Linked DNA regions of Mus musculus: region 1 is linked to region 2. A link is a contact called in public promoter capture Hi-C data. All regions are on one chromosome and are shown on one strand. Each heading gives the region's core, a stretch centred on a gene start, on an enhancer-like site or on the middle of the called end of the contact. The rest is flanking DNA. Distances are from core to core; before and after follow the strand shown. Region 1 has its middle 44 kb from the start of AI314278. Region 2 overlaps Tmem135 (transmembrane protein 135).

The links. Capture Hi-C pulls out chosen DNA fragments and counts their contacts.
Region 1: a contact with region 2 is called in a promoter capture Hi-C map of adipose tissue. The contact joins two enhancer-like sites. A contact is called at or near these places in 1 of 39 promoter capture datasets (the 3T3-L1 cell line), 1 of 15 datasets of contacts at CTCF or cohesin (large pre-B cells), 37 of 484 Hi-C or Micro-C datasets (the 3T3-L1 cell line, 3T3-L1-derived adipocytes, the AML12 cell line and 22 more), 2 of 115 datasets of contacts at active chromatin or transcription factors (astrocytes and stem cell-derived neural progenitor cells) and 1 of 9 other capture datasets (adipose tissue).

What each region holds. Positions count from the first base shown.
Region 1 is chr7:89,467,700-89,473,783 of GRCm38.p6, forward strand. No RefSeq gene overlaps it. Among named protein-coding and RNA genes, the nearest start is that of AI314278, 44 kb to the left of the region's middle. Within about 2 kb of position 3,017, at least 8 of the 459 cell types and tissues checked have an H3K27ac peak or open chromatin away from gene starts, as enhancers often do. A contact at or near this core is called in adipose tissue and muscle stem cells, where this site is marked.
Region 2 is chr7:89,152,201-89,158,116 of GRCm38.p6, forward strand. It overlaps Tmem135 (transmembrane protein 135), which reads right to left. Exons shown (of 15, transcript NM_028343.5): 9 at 4,227-4,296; 10 at 1,828-1,995. Among named protein-coding and RNA genes, the nearest start is that of Tmem135, 180 kb to the right of the region's middle. Within about 2 kb of position 3,706, at least 24 of the 459 cell types and tissues checked have an H3K27ac peak or open chromatin away from gene starts, as enhancers often do. A contact at or near this core is called in adipose tissue and muscle stem cells, where this site is marked.

The DNA.
Region 1 (6,084 bases), core at 1,767-4,266, 310 kb after region 2:
AATTGAGGTTGGGAGTCCTAATTGAGGTGAATGGGAATCAGGAAGTTGATTGAAATTCATAAAACGTGTAAGCTAAACAATGTGCTTAGACTTTCTGATGACAATGCTGAACAAAGTTACAGTAATGAAGACTGTTTGACACCAGAATTAGAGCTGACATGGATGAACAGTTAGACTTATGATAAACTCTTTTCTAGGGGGTGAAAAGAGTGGTAAATAATCAACTTAGTGGGAGCAAAGAATAGTCTTCTTAGAGAATGGTATTGAGACAATTAAATAATCATACACAGTTAAAATACTTCTTGTATTTCCTACTGTCAATAAAATTTGAAGTTGATCAAACATCTAAATGTAACATGCAACACCATGCATCTCTAAAAGGAAGCAGGTTGAGATCTTTGTTCACTTGTATTCTATCAGCAACAGCCATTTGAACTTAACATTAAAACATAAACAACAAAATAGGAAACATGCAATAAACATTAGTGCCAGTGTTTCAGATGCCGTGCTGGAGAAAGTGAAAACACAACTCAAAGAATGGAAGAAGGTACTTGAGACCATACATGCGGTGCAAGTCCTTATCCATAATCCAGAAGATATGGGAAGTACAGAATATGGAGAACTCATACAGAACTCAGAGGGTTTGAACCGACATTCATAAATTATGGCAAAGACATTAAAAGATGCTAAGAATTGGTACCCTTTGGAGATAGTAATGTTTTTCAATGCTCTTTATCTATATTACATAATCTTCCTCTCTTACATTTACCCAATATTTACTAATATTATTTATTAATTTTGGATAAATGTACACAATTTTGTAAAACTTAAATTCAGTGGCTGTTTCTTATTTCAACATCTAGAGTGGTTTGATTATTTCAACTTTAGGTGTTGAAACAAATTATGAGGCCATAATTTTTTCACAGAGTATTATGAAGAAACCTTCATAAAAGTATGTTCATAAAAAATATATGTGTGTTCAAAATATCTAGAGAGTGGGGATTGTAAGTCAAGGACTGAGAACTTGCCTAAAATACACAAGGTATTGGGGCTTGATCCCCATTACTGCACATAATAATTCAGGTCATAATCAATTAATCAATCAAAATCTAGACCTTCCGTATATGTAAAGAATAAAAACTTCTGAGATGGGTACACATGCAGAGGGGCCATAGAAATGCTAGAACTATCTAAAGAGCAGAAAAGAGTACCACATTGGATGGAACAGACATGCCCCATCTAATTCACAGTGGCACTATGCTGAGAATTTAGGACTTGCAGAGAAGATACACACATTTACCTTAACCTCGAGAGTTCTGCAGTGCAGTGGAGGAAACAAGCATGAACAGAAAACAGGACCCGATGGACAAAGAGGGATGAGGTGGGGTAAGCACTAGTTGCCCATCCTACATACTGCCATCTTGGTTTGATTTGGGTTATCACAGCGACCCAGTGTAGCTTGAGGCATCTTGTTCATCCATTGAGGTGACTACAATGACTTGCTTGGCCAGGCCTCACCCATGCAGGAAGAGAAGAGGCCACTCAGCTCAGTCTAATAATAGAGACTCTTCATGTGTTCAAAATCCCGAAACTTCCAGGAAATCATAACTAAACTAGTTCACTAGGCCCACTTTTACATCCTCCCTCTTGATCTCCTTCTTCCTCCCCCTGCCTTCTATTTTTATCAAACAAATGCAGACCGCCCTTACTACTGAAAATTATGAAGTCAAGTTTCTCAAATCTAGGGAAACTTCAGGGGATAGCACATCAAGAATGCAATGATCTTGTGATTATATTATCTCCCCTGCCAGATAGTTGGGAAATTATATGGATAGTGCAACACTCTGTTGCTTTGTCTTTTTCCATTTTTCTCTGTGTCTGTCTTTCTCTGTGTCCCTGTCTGTCTGTCTCTTTATCTCTGTATGTGTAAAGGTCAGAGGACTATCTCAACTGTTGTACCCCAGGTGCCATCCACCATTTTTAGGAGTCAGAGACTCTTGCTGACTTGAAGATCACTAAGTAGAACAGGCTAGATGGCCACTGACCTCATTAATACATCTGCGACCCTCCTGAGATTATAATTCACTATGCTTGAGTTTTGTTGTTATTATCGTCTTAACACGGGGTCTAGAGACTCCGGCTTTTGTTTGCAAGGTAAGAACATCACTGGTTGAGCCATCTCAGACCCTAGTCCCTTTTGTTCTTAATTTCTAGCATCCTTAGACTTTTAACTTTATTAGGGTTATTTTGCATTGGTCAACAGGTCACTTAATAATGGATCTGGAATTGCTCTCTAGCCTCTATCAGAATATTATACTTTAAAAGAGATCACTGAATCATTGGCAGTCTTGTTAAATTATAAATTCAAATTCCGTGGGTCTGGGTGAAGCTTCAGACAGCATTTCCAACAAACTCCAAGGCCACATCAATGATGGTCCATGGGTCATTTTGACTAGAAGGACAAGATTACAGCTTTAATTTTTTTAAAAGATTTATTTATTTATTATATGTAAGTACACTGTAGCTGTCTTCAGACACTCCAGAAGAGGGCGTCAGATCTTGTTACAGATGGTTGTGAGCCACCATGTGGTTGCTGGGATTTGAACTCCAGACCTTCGGAAGAGCAGTCGGATGCTCTTACCCACTGAGCCATCTCATCAGCCCAGCTTTAATGTTTTAATGTATATCAAGAAATTCAGGGCCTAGCCTTGCAGAGACTTGATGGGGATTCCCAGCGGGGTCTCCACCCTCTCAGAGGAGAAGGTGTATGGGGGGACCAGGAGAGGAAGGCAGTGGTCAGGATGCAAAGTGAATTTAAAAAGAACTTCAGTGTTTAGTATTTATGTGTTTAAAAATCTTGTCAGATTTTAACGGCTGATGTGATGCGGCTATGTCATTATTGTTTTCGTGATGACAGAGGACACTGAAGGACACACTCCCTGGTGAGCTGGAGGGAGGGAGTGAACGCTGTGGCTGGCACTCAGCTTCCCAGTGTTTTTGGATGAGGCATGGTTCTGCCTTTCTCAGCCCTGACCGTCGCAGATGTCAGGAAGCTTAACTGATCACCACAGTGCTCACAGTAGCTCCTAGCACAGTGCCTGTGATACGCATCTGACGGCGGCTTATCCAGAGTTTCTTCTTTAGGCCCAAGGTTACGGTCCGATATCTCACAGCTTTATCTGATACCTTTCCAGTTCTCACAGTGACTCACAGGCTGAGGGAACGACAGAACGCTTCCTGAATAAACATGAAAAAGGCAAGTAAAAATTGAGTCTACTTTCGTCTCTTGAAGGAATTCTGTTTTAACTCACTTTTAAGTTACAGAGCCATTTGGACTTCGTACAGCGAAGGAGTATTTGTCTTTAATAAACTCTTTATTACTGGCATGGACGTGGTCAGAAGTCTTTGAGAACTTGACCGTGAGAATGAAAATTGATCTGCACAAGATCTCTGAAGAGAAAAAGGCATGATCTCATCTTCCATTTACACATCCTCCCAGCTGTTGCCACTGCTAGCCCCGGCTTTACACCAAATAACAGAGAATAATTGATGAAATTAAAGTTCTCTGCCTAAAAAGGAAATCAGCTTGGTCTGAGGTTCCTGCTATCTCTGCCATTGCTTAAATTTTTAATCAAAGATTTTGTTAAGAAATAGCGCAGAAAAAGTTAATGGTCGTCTGGAGTTCCTGAAATAATATTGGGGGGAAACTCTGCTGGGAATTCATAAGCTCTTTGCTTTTTTACTTCTTGCCAGTGAAGAGTCTTTGAGTGACATAAAAAGGCACAATGAGTTTTTAGCAAAGATGCTCTTAGCTTGGTCGATACATTTATCTGGCATGTTAACAGCTTGCCTATATGTGATCTTTCAGATCAAAAGAAAAATCTCAATCACTTACTACTCTCTGGATGTCAGGTGGCTTGGAGTTACTTTATCCAGTAAGATGCTGCAGAAGAGAGGCTAAGCTCAATTTCAGCCTTGTTTACTGAACTAAACTCCTATGTACACAAACTCCAATTAGTCCGGGGACAGCCATGTTGGAGGAATTCCTAACCACAAGGAGGAGACATGTGTTCTGGTTGCTATCACAGTTGAACTCAGCCTTCAAGTCACACCAATCCAGGCATGAGATGGCATGTAAGTGAAGAAGCTACCAGGTGTTTCAGTCTATTGTACACTTGTTATTTGCATTCCAGATAAGGCTTAGGCCATTGTGGGGCAAATATAAGCCATCTTCATTGTAATCTGTCCTAATTAATGATTGGCAGAATTCACAGGCATAATATTTTTTTTATTTTTATACTTTTTAAAATATTTTTATTTTTACACTTTGAGGTAATTTGTTTGCATTAATAACACTAGTCAGTCAGGACTCATTGGGTCACAAGTCATGAAAACAACATGCATACTAGCTTAAGATCAGAGAGCATCTACTAGAAGATATATTTAGAAAAAGCACCAAGGAGCCCCAAAACACAGTTCTGTCACTGAGAAAGCAAAGTGACTAATAGTCCCATCTGCTTCAGTAAGATCCATTATCCCGGACTTCTCTGGCCCCCTCTGCATGTTCTGTCACCAACATCTGCAAAGCTTACATTTCACAGTAACAGTCAAGGAACCCAACATGAATGAAATGATTTTGAGTAACCACGCCACAGGGATAACTCTGGATAAATTGAGGGCCAGGGTCTCAAGTCTTTCTCATCACCTTCAGCCCATTTCTCCTTTCTGCTTCTTTCTGCTTCCTTCTGCTCTCACCAAAAATAGAGTGCAGGCACTTCCTACCATTAGCGACAAATAGCACAGGACAACTCTTGTCAGTCTTTGTCCATTAGAAATCACAAGCCTGTGAGGCTTAACAGAAGATCAACTCACAATATGGGTTAGAAAGATGAACCCAAACAGACTTTTGAAAACAAAAGTCTTGAAGAGGGAAAGAGGTAAACACTGAAGCCTGGGGCTGCTGAGGTATGGGTGGGTGTATTGTGGGAAAGAAAGGAAAAAGAGGGTGCTGTTCAGAAAAGGAACTTCAGATTCTCAAAAGAGGCTGGATACTACATGCACACTTACTACATAAATAGCTTACCGGTTGTGGGGCAAGATCCCACAAGAGCTCACAGGGAGCTGAGAGCAGACTGAAGCTGTTCCAGAGATCTCAGAGTGCTTGGAAAAGTTGGAGTTACAAACACTAAGAGAGACATCGTCTCCCTGCAAATGCTGAGAATGGGCTATGACATTATAGAAGGCACATTTTCAGATTAGGGGTTATGCCTTGAAATGAAGATAACTTTGATGCGTGTTAACAACACTCATAGCCAAGCCCAACAAGCTTCATTTGATCTAGTAACTAATCTCTCTAACCAAAACAAAAGCCCACACTTTTCAAAGGAAAAAAAAATCATATGTCTGGCATATTATAAAAATTATTCAACCTGGAAAAACCCAGTCAGGAAGCAAATTTGTCGATAGAAATCATCTCAAGAAAGATATATCAGCTGGAGTAAAGGCAAGGAGTTAAAAATGAATATAAATATCTTTACCAGTTTAAAGGGGGGAAAATGGACATTCCAATTGAAGAGATGGGGAGTTAAGCATAAGAACTAGAAAGATAAAAAGCAAGTGGACTTGCAAATGTCTGAAAGGAACATTCTACTGAATAGACATAAGAGGAGATTGACTGCTGGAGAAGAGAGGAGGAAGGACTCCAAGGTAAGATAAAGGAAACTATCAAACAGATGAATAGGGAACCATCAACACGTGAAACATCAGCTCTCATCCATTACTCACAACTGAAGAGTGGCTACATTATAAACAGCCCTCCAAGAAGCAAGGTAGGTAGTGCCAATTCTGGTGGATGATTGGGGAAAGGCCCTTTAGTTGTGGTATCTTTTAATTCCTCTTGTTTAAAAGTGCAGCTGCTGAGTTGGAGGGGTTGGGATGCTGACTCTGTCCAAGGCCACCCTCTGCTGGTCAGAAAGAGATGTTGAACCCTTCCATCAACCCTGAAAACAGTAAGAAAATAATTATTTGAGTCTTGTACTTTATGTATTTTTAATCCCACGATAACTTGCTGGCAGTGAATCGAAA
Region 2 (5,916 bases), core at 2,456-4,955:
TGTGCCAGTTTTTAAAGTTCTTTTTAAAAATTAGTAATTATTACTATAATAATAATAATAATTATTTACATGGATAAAAATAAATAAAAAGATAATATTTATGTTCTAAAAATTCTATGAAATTGAACCTACCTATGATGTGGTAAGTTTTACTGGAACATAGCCATGTTCACATTGACACCGTGCCTAAACTGCCTTCTCACCCCCAAAACAGAGCTCAGTAGCTGTGACACAAATCACATGATCTAAAGATTAAAATCCCCACTCTCTGGTTTTCTAAAGAACAAGATGACTATAAAGCAAAATATAAACTATGTGCTGTAGAATTTTAAGCTTTTAAAGATTAATACACAACACAAAGGCTAAAAAGGAATTCAGTGCACAGTGTAATATTTTCACATTGTACATAAAGTGATAATACTATTTAATGTTGAGATGATAAATAAAAAAAACAAATATTCTGAATGCTAAGATCACTAAGTTACAACAACAAATATTAAAGATAAGTCAGCAGGAACAATAATATGAAACCAATAAAAATAAATGAACCAAATATGGAGGGAGTAACAAGGAAGACGACGGAATAGAAAATAACTAATGAGAACTGCAGAGACCTTAGATAGACCACACTGTACACAGCTGACACATAGAGTGTAGACACCACCAGTAAATCATGGCGGTTCACATGCACAATCCCAATCTCGGGAGGCTGATGCAGGGCGATTGCTGGCCACATCAGATCTTATCTCAGGGTGGGAGGGAACCAATTATATATACTCTGCAAGAAACCCAGTTTTAAAGACGAAAATAAGGGGAATTCAAAAATTAAGTCATATTCATAACTGAACAATTTATCACCTAGAATCTGAATTTAAATACACAAACTAAAATTCAGACAGCAAAACACTTCAGTGTAATGAGTAACACATTAGTGTCTCCACTAAACAGTAGGCGGTGAGTCAACATTGCAATGTTCCGTGTCAAGGAAGATCTCTATACATGTGTTGAGGGGCTTGCCGACATATCAAGATATATGTAGAAATATGTAGCACGTACTACAAGCAGCGGCAGAATAGGTGATGAGGATCCACCGCTTTAGACAGCACGACAGAAACTGAGTGGACAAAAGGCAACAGCCCAGCACTCATGGCGGGTCGCTCACAAGAGAAGACCGTTACAGTGTTAGCCAAATCTTATCAACTGCTAGAAAGTGCAAAAGGATTCTAAACTGAGGAACCAAACTGTAATGCGTTTTTAAAAAATTGGAATATTATTAGATTTTACTTAGGAAATACACATTTTGTTCGAATGTCTATGTACTGAAAACTAAAGAAAATACGTCTCTGAAAAAATATATAAATAAATGCAATATGGGTATAAAGTCAAACATATTAAGTAAAATTCTAAACAAACTTTTCCCTCCTGAATTCACAATATAGTGCATATACTTGGTGAGGCCAAGATAGGTAGGAATGGTCTAGAAAGCACCACCAATAAAACAATAGCTGAAGCAGAACACACCTTATCTAACAATGGCCATGCCATTCATTTCTCTTTTAAAGCATTTAGTCATTACTTTATGTGTATGACTTTTGCCTACATGTGTGGATGCATGTATGTGTATGTCACATATGTATGTGCCTGGGCACATGAAGGTCAGAAAAGGGCACCAGACCTCCTGGAAAAGAAGTTACAGATGACTGTGACCTACCATGTAGATACTATGACCCCAACTAGGATCTTCTGGAAGAGCAGCCAGGAAGTTCTTAACTACAGAGCAATCGGCCTTATTAACGTCTCACTTTCTTCTTTTTGGGATAAGCTTACCTTGTATATACTAACAAAAGATCCAAGGAAAGCCCCCAGCTGGAAGTTCTCCTTGTTGTAGAAAAGAGAGAGGAGCCGGGATGGTTCTGTAAACAGATGCCTAAACGCAGAGGGGATCCGGAGACAGCACTGGATCAAGTAGCCCACGCTGAACATTCTGATGAAGCCCTAGAAACAAAGCCATCTTTTTACCTTCTTCTGACAATAACCACAGGGTTTTAGGAATACAAGCATGGAAATTCAAAAAAAGCAGTGGACAAAGTCACCTGTCTTAGGAAATTTTAATAAAAAACTGTCTGATCATCAGTACAAGCATGGAAGATAACTTCAGTGTTTGGAGCTCTGGTGTGTGTGTGTGTGTGTGTGTGTGTGTGTGTGTATCTAACATATATATATATATATTAACCAAGTTAAAGAAATTTCTAGGAGATGGGAACTCTATCTAGGTAACTGCATGAAGCTAAACTGAGGAATGCTGCTTTACACTGAAGCTAACTGAGCCTGAAGACACTCAACACTGCATCTCCACCCAAGAGCTGGGACCTTGGCCTGCATGCTACATTCCAAAAAGTCAGACTTGTATTTTCCAATTACAATTTTCTTTTCTAGAAAAAAGAAAAACCGAATTGCTACAGGAAAGTAAGGATTGATTTTCCTGAAGCCCGGTGAACACATGACCATGAAATAGGCCAGTCATTCGTGAGTTCCTGTGAGTGACTCTCTGGAACTGCCCAGTATTTTTTCAATACTATGACAGTCCTTTTATCTCTGTGATATTGTGCTAAAGAACAAACAGACTAATTTTTTCACCCAGTTTTCAAAAAATAAAATCAATATGTCTCTGCATTCAGGCAATATTTGCTGGCTATCTATCTATTATATACTGGGATTACAAGGCTGTGGGAACATGGCAGGCAAGACCAAGTTCTTGTCTTTGTGGCGCTTTACAATCTTATATGGAAAGAGAAACCAAATGAGTAAAGTAATATAATAATTAAAAATTACAATGTGTCACAATGGAAGTAATTGGCCACTAGAGAAACTTGTATTAGACTGGATAGTAAAGAAAAGCTACTGACTGTGTGACATTTAAGTTGATCCAAAAGAGAAGACACTTTCATGAAAACATGTCACACTGGCTGGACAGAAAGCACAGAGCCAATACAGAAGTGGGCAGGAACAGGATCCTACTAAGACAGCTGAGAGCAGAGTGAGCTGAGAAGAATGGAATTAATGTGAATATCGATCAGGGTTGTAGCGTAACGTGGTGCAATCAAAGCTCCACTGCAATGAGATACACCTTGTTAAAGCTTCAGTATTTTAGCCTTTAATCCCAGGACTCAGGAAGCAGAGAGAGAGGCCAGCAGATCTCTGAGAGCTCAAAATGTACACACCCAAGGGTTACAGGACAGCCAGGGTTACATAGATAACCCAAAAACAAGCAAAAGAGACTTCAGAGTATTTTCAAAGTGTAAACTTCTCTCCCACGTGTCTCCAGACAGTTTAGCATATTTCACAAACTGCTAAGTCCTGGAACACACTTTAAAGAGTCACTAGGTTTCTGACTGCGTGTCAATTCTCGGTCTTTTTTTGTTTTTTGTTTTCCTAGAAAACGCTCAGTATCAGCTCCCCAGCCCTGCCTGAACTCCCCCTTTGAATAGACTAAGTCAGTTGTCAGACGGAATCTCCCTCTTTATGAGCCAGTAGAGTCTTCTTTATTTGTTGTTGCCACTTCGAAAATGAGGCAAGAAATCAAATCTGGACACTGCACAAGGAAAATGTATTCTTCTGTCGCTAGCCCTAGACACAGCTCTCAGGATTCTGAGATGAATAGGAAGTTGGGCAAATGCCACTATCAACACTGAGTCTCGGCATTCCACTTACAAGCACTGATGTGGGAAAGTGCCTAAGTTCTCCATAGCCGTGCAGAGAGAACTGCACATCTGAGGTTTGTATGACTCGGTCAACTAATCTCCCGCCCCCGCAAAAAAAGAAAAAAGAAAAAAAAATCAGACCTTGTAAGAAATAAGTGACTTCTTAAAAAGCATTGGGACTGTGAGCACCATTCAAAACTGAGGGACTTAGAGCAGATGGTGCCACCTGCCCCAGACACTCTTTCCAGAGCTAGTGATGAGAGACAAGTCAGGAGGCAAGAAGTATAGTTTTGCAAAAAAAATGCCCATGTGCCCTAGAGACTAGGGAATCTGTGTGAATGGACACAGTTAAGTCCCTTAGTGCTGACCTATAGGCATGCTCTAGTAATCTGAGTCAAATACAAATTAAATGGCAGCAGAACGATATGGTCTTTTCTATTTGCTTAGAAATTACTACAGAAACTAATGTTGGGTTTAAAGCAGCAACTGTTGACAAAAATCAGGGAGACGCCTTTGTAGACTCACTTTAATGCAGTAGGAAATGCAGTTGTCTTCATAATGCTTGCAGCATCTGTGCCTTGGTCCATGCTTGCATCTGAAATCAGACCAGAGAGACAACACTAATCATAACTAATTAAAGTATGTGTGCATATTTATGCCTCTCTGGGTGTGCCTATGGATGGATATACTGTGCATGAGTGTATTGCAAGCCTATACAAAAATTTCTTAGCAGTAAAGGAGAAAAAGATCCCCCTTTCCCCCCTAAATGCTCACAGCTTTCTGTCGGACCTACAGAAGCAGAGCTAAGAGTGTTGCTTTAATTTTGTTGCTAACACCTTGTACAAAACATGTGATTGCAGTTCAAGTGACACACTGTGGAGCAGGGAGACGATACTGGCACTTCTTTGTGAATGAATATGAAAAACATGGCTACACTGTCTACTATATACACCACGAAATTTTAGGAGCTTTAAATCTCTTGTTACAGAGTATGATGACCATAAATCATCCGTGAAGTCAGTCCTTAAACAAAATCATAATAAGAATGCATTCAGGTTATAGGAATTTATACTTAATTATATTTGAGAGGAAACATCTGGAAAAGAAACCTGATAAAGTGTCAGAATTCAAGATTCAGTTATTAAAATAAATATGGAAATAGGAATCATGTGGGAACTCAAAGGCTATTTGTGACTTAACTGTAAAGCACTTACAGTCTGGAGTTTCATATAAACATTTCTGCCAGGACTACTGTTCATGTGGGACACCGACTCTATGACCCCCTCATTCATCCTTGGTAGAAAAATGTAAGTCAACCAACATGCATCTCAACAGAACTCCTTTTCTTTGAGGGGCTCAAGTTCCAAAGTCGGCAGTCACTGTAGCTTCTTCCTGACAAGTTAACTGTTTCTGTGAAGAGAGCACCAAACTTTCCCCTGGGTATAAGAGCAAGCGGCTTGCAGAGCAGTGCTCTGGCTCTGTACGTCTCCAACCCTGTGCAAGACCTCTCAAAAACCAATCTTTGCACTGCAGCTGAACTGCACAGGAAGCTTCCCTGGTCAAACTCGATGGCACTAGCTCATTCCGCCCTAAGCCTGAAGTCATGGGAATGATATGCCATATCTGGCCACGTGGAAGTGCTGAATAGAGGTGAGCTACAGAAGCCGGCCTGCCTTGTGCAAACTATCACTCTTCTACAGGTCAGGTTTTACTACCAGAACTGCTTCATCTGCAAAGTGCCGACGTCATCAGTACTGTCATGTGAGCTTTCCCTGGTCACCCAGAGTGGATTCCAGTGTCCTATAATGCTACTCCCAAACATTTAGGGTTGCTTCTATATAATCCTCGAATAGTTTTACCTGAGTGCAGCTGCTCAGGCAAGGCCTGCCAAGGCTGAAGGCGCGCCGGCCCTCAGGAGCCATGCACATTCATCCGCTCATGCTCTCCCTACTACATTCAGTTACTTCCATCAAGGCGAACTACACTGTTCTTCACGCAGCAACCCAAGCCTGTTGTTACACTTGTTTGAGCTCACTGCCACACCTGTTTCTGCCTTTACACTTTCTGTGTCCCCATCTTCTGTTTGCAGTATAGACTAATATGAAAACAAAGAAACAAAAAAATGAATTTGGCCAAACGTGATTATCACCTATGCCTACAGAGCCCAACAGGCAATTCCACAAGTGCCAACCACAGATGACAACAAGGATTTTGT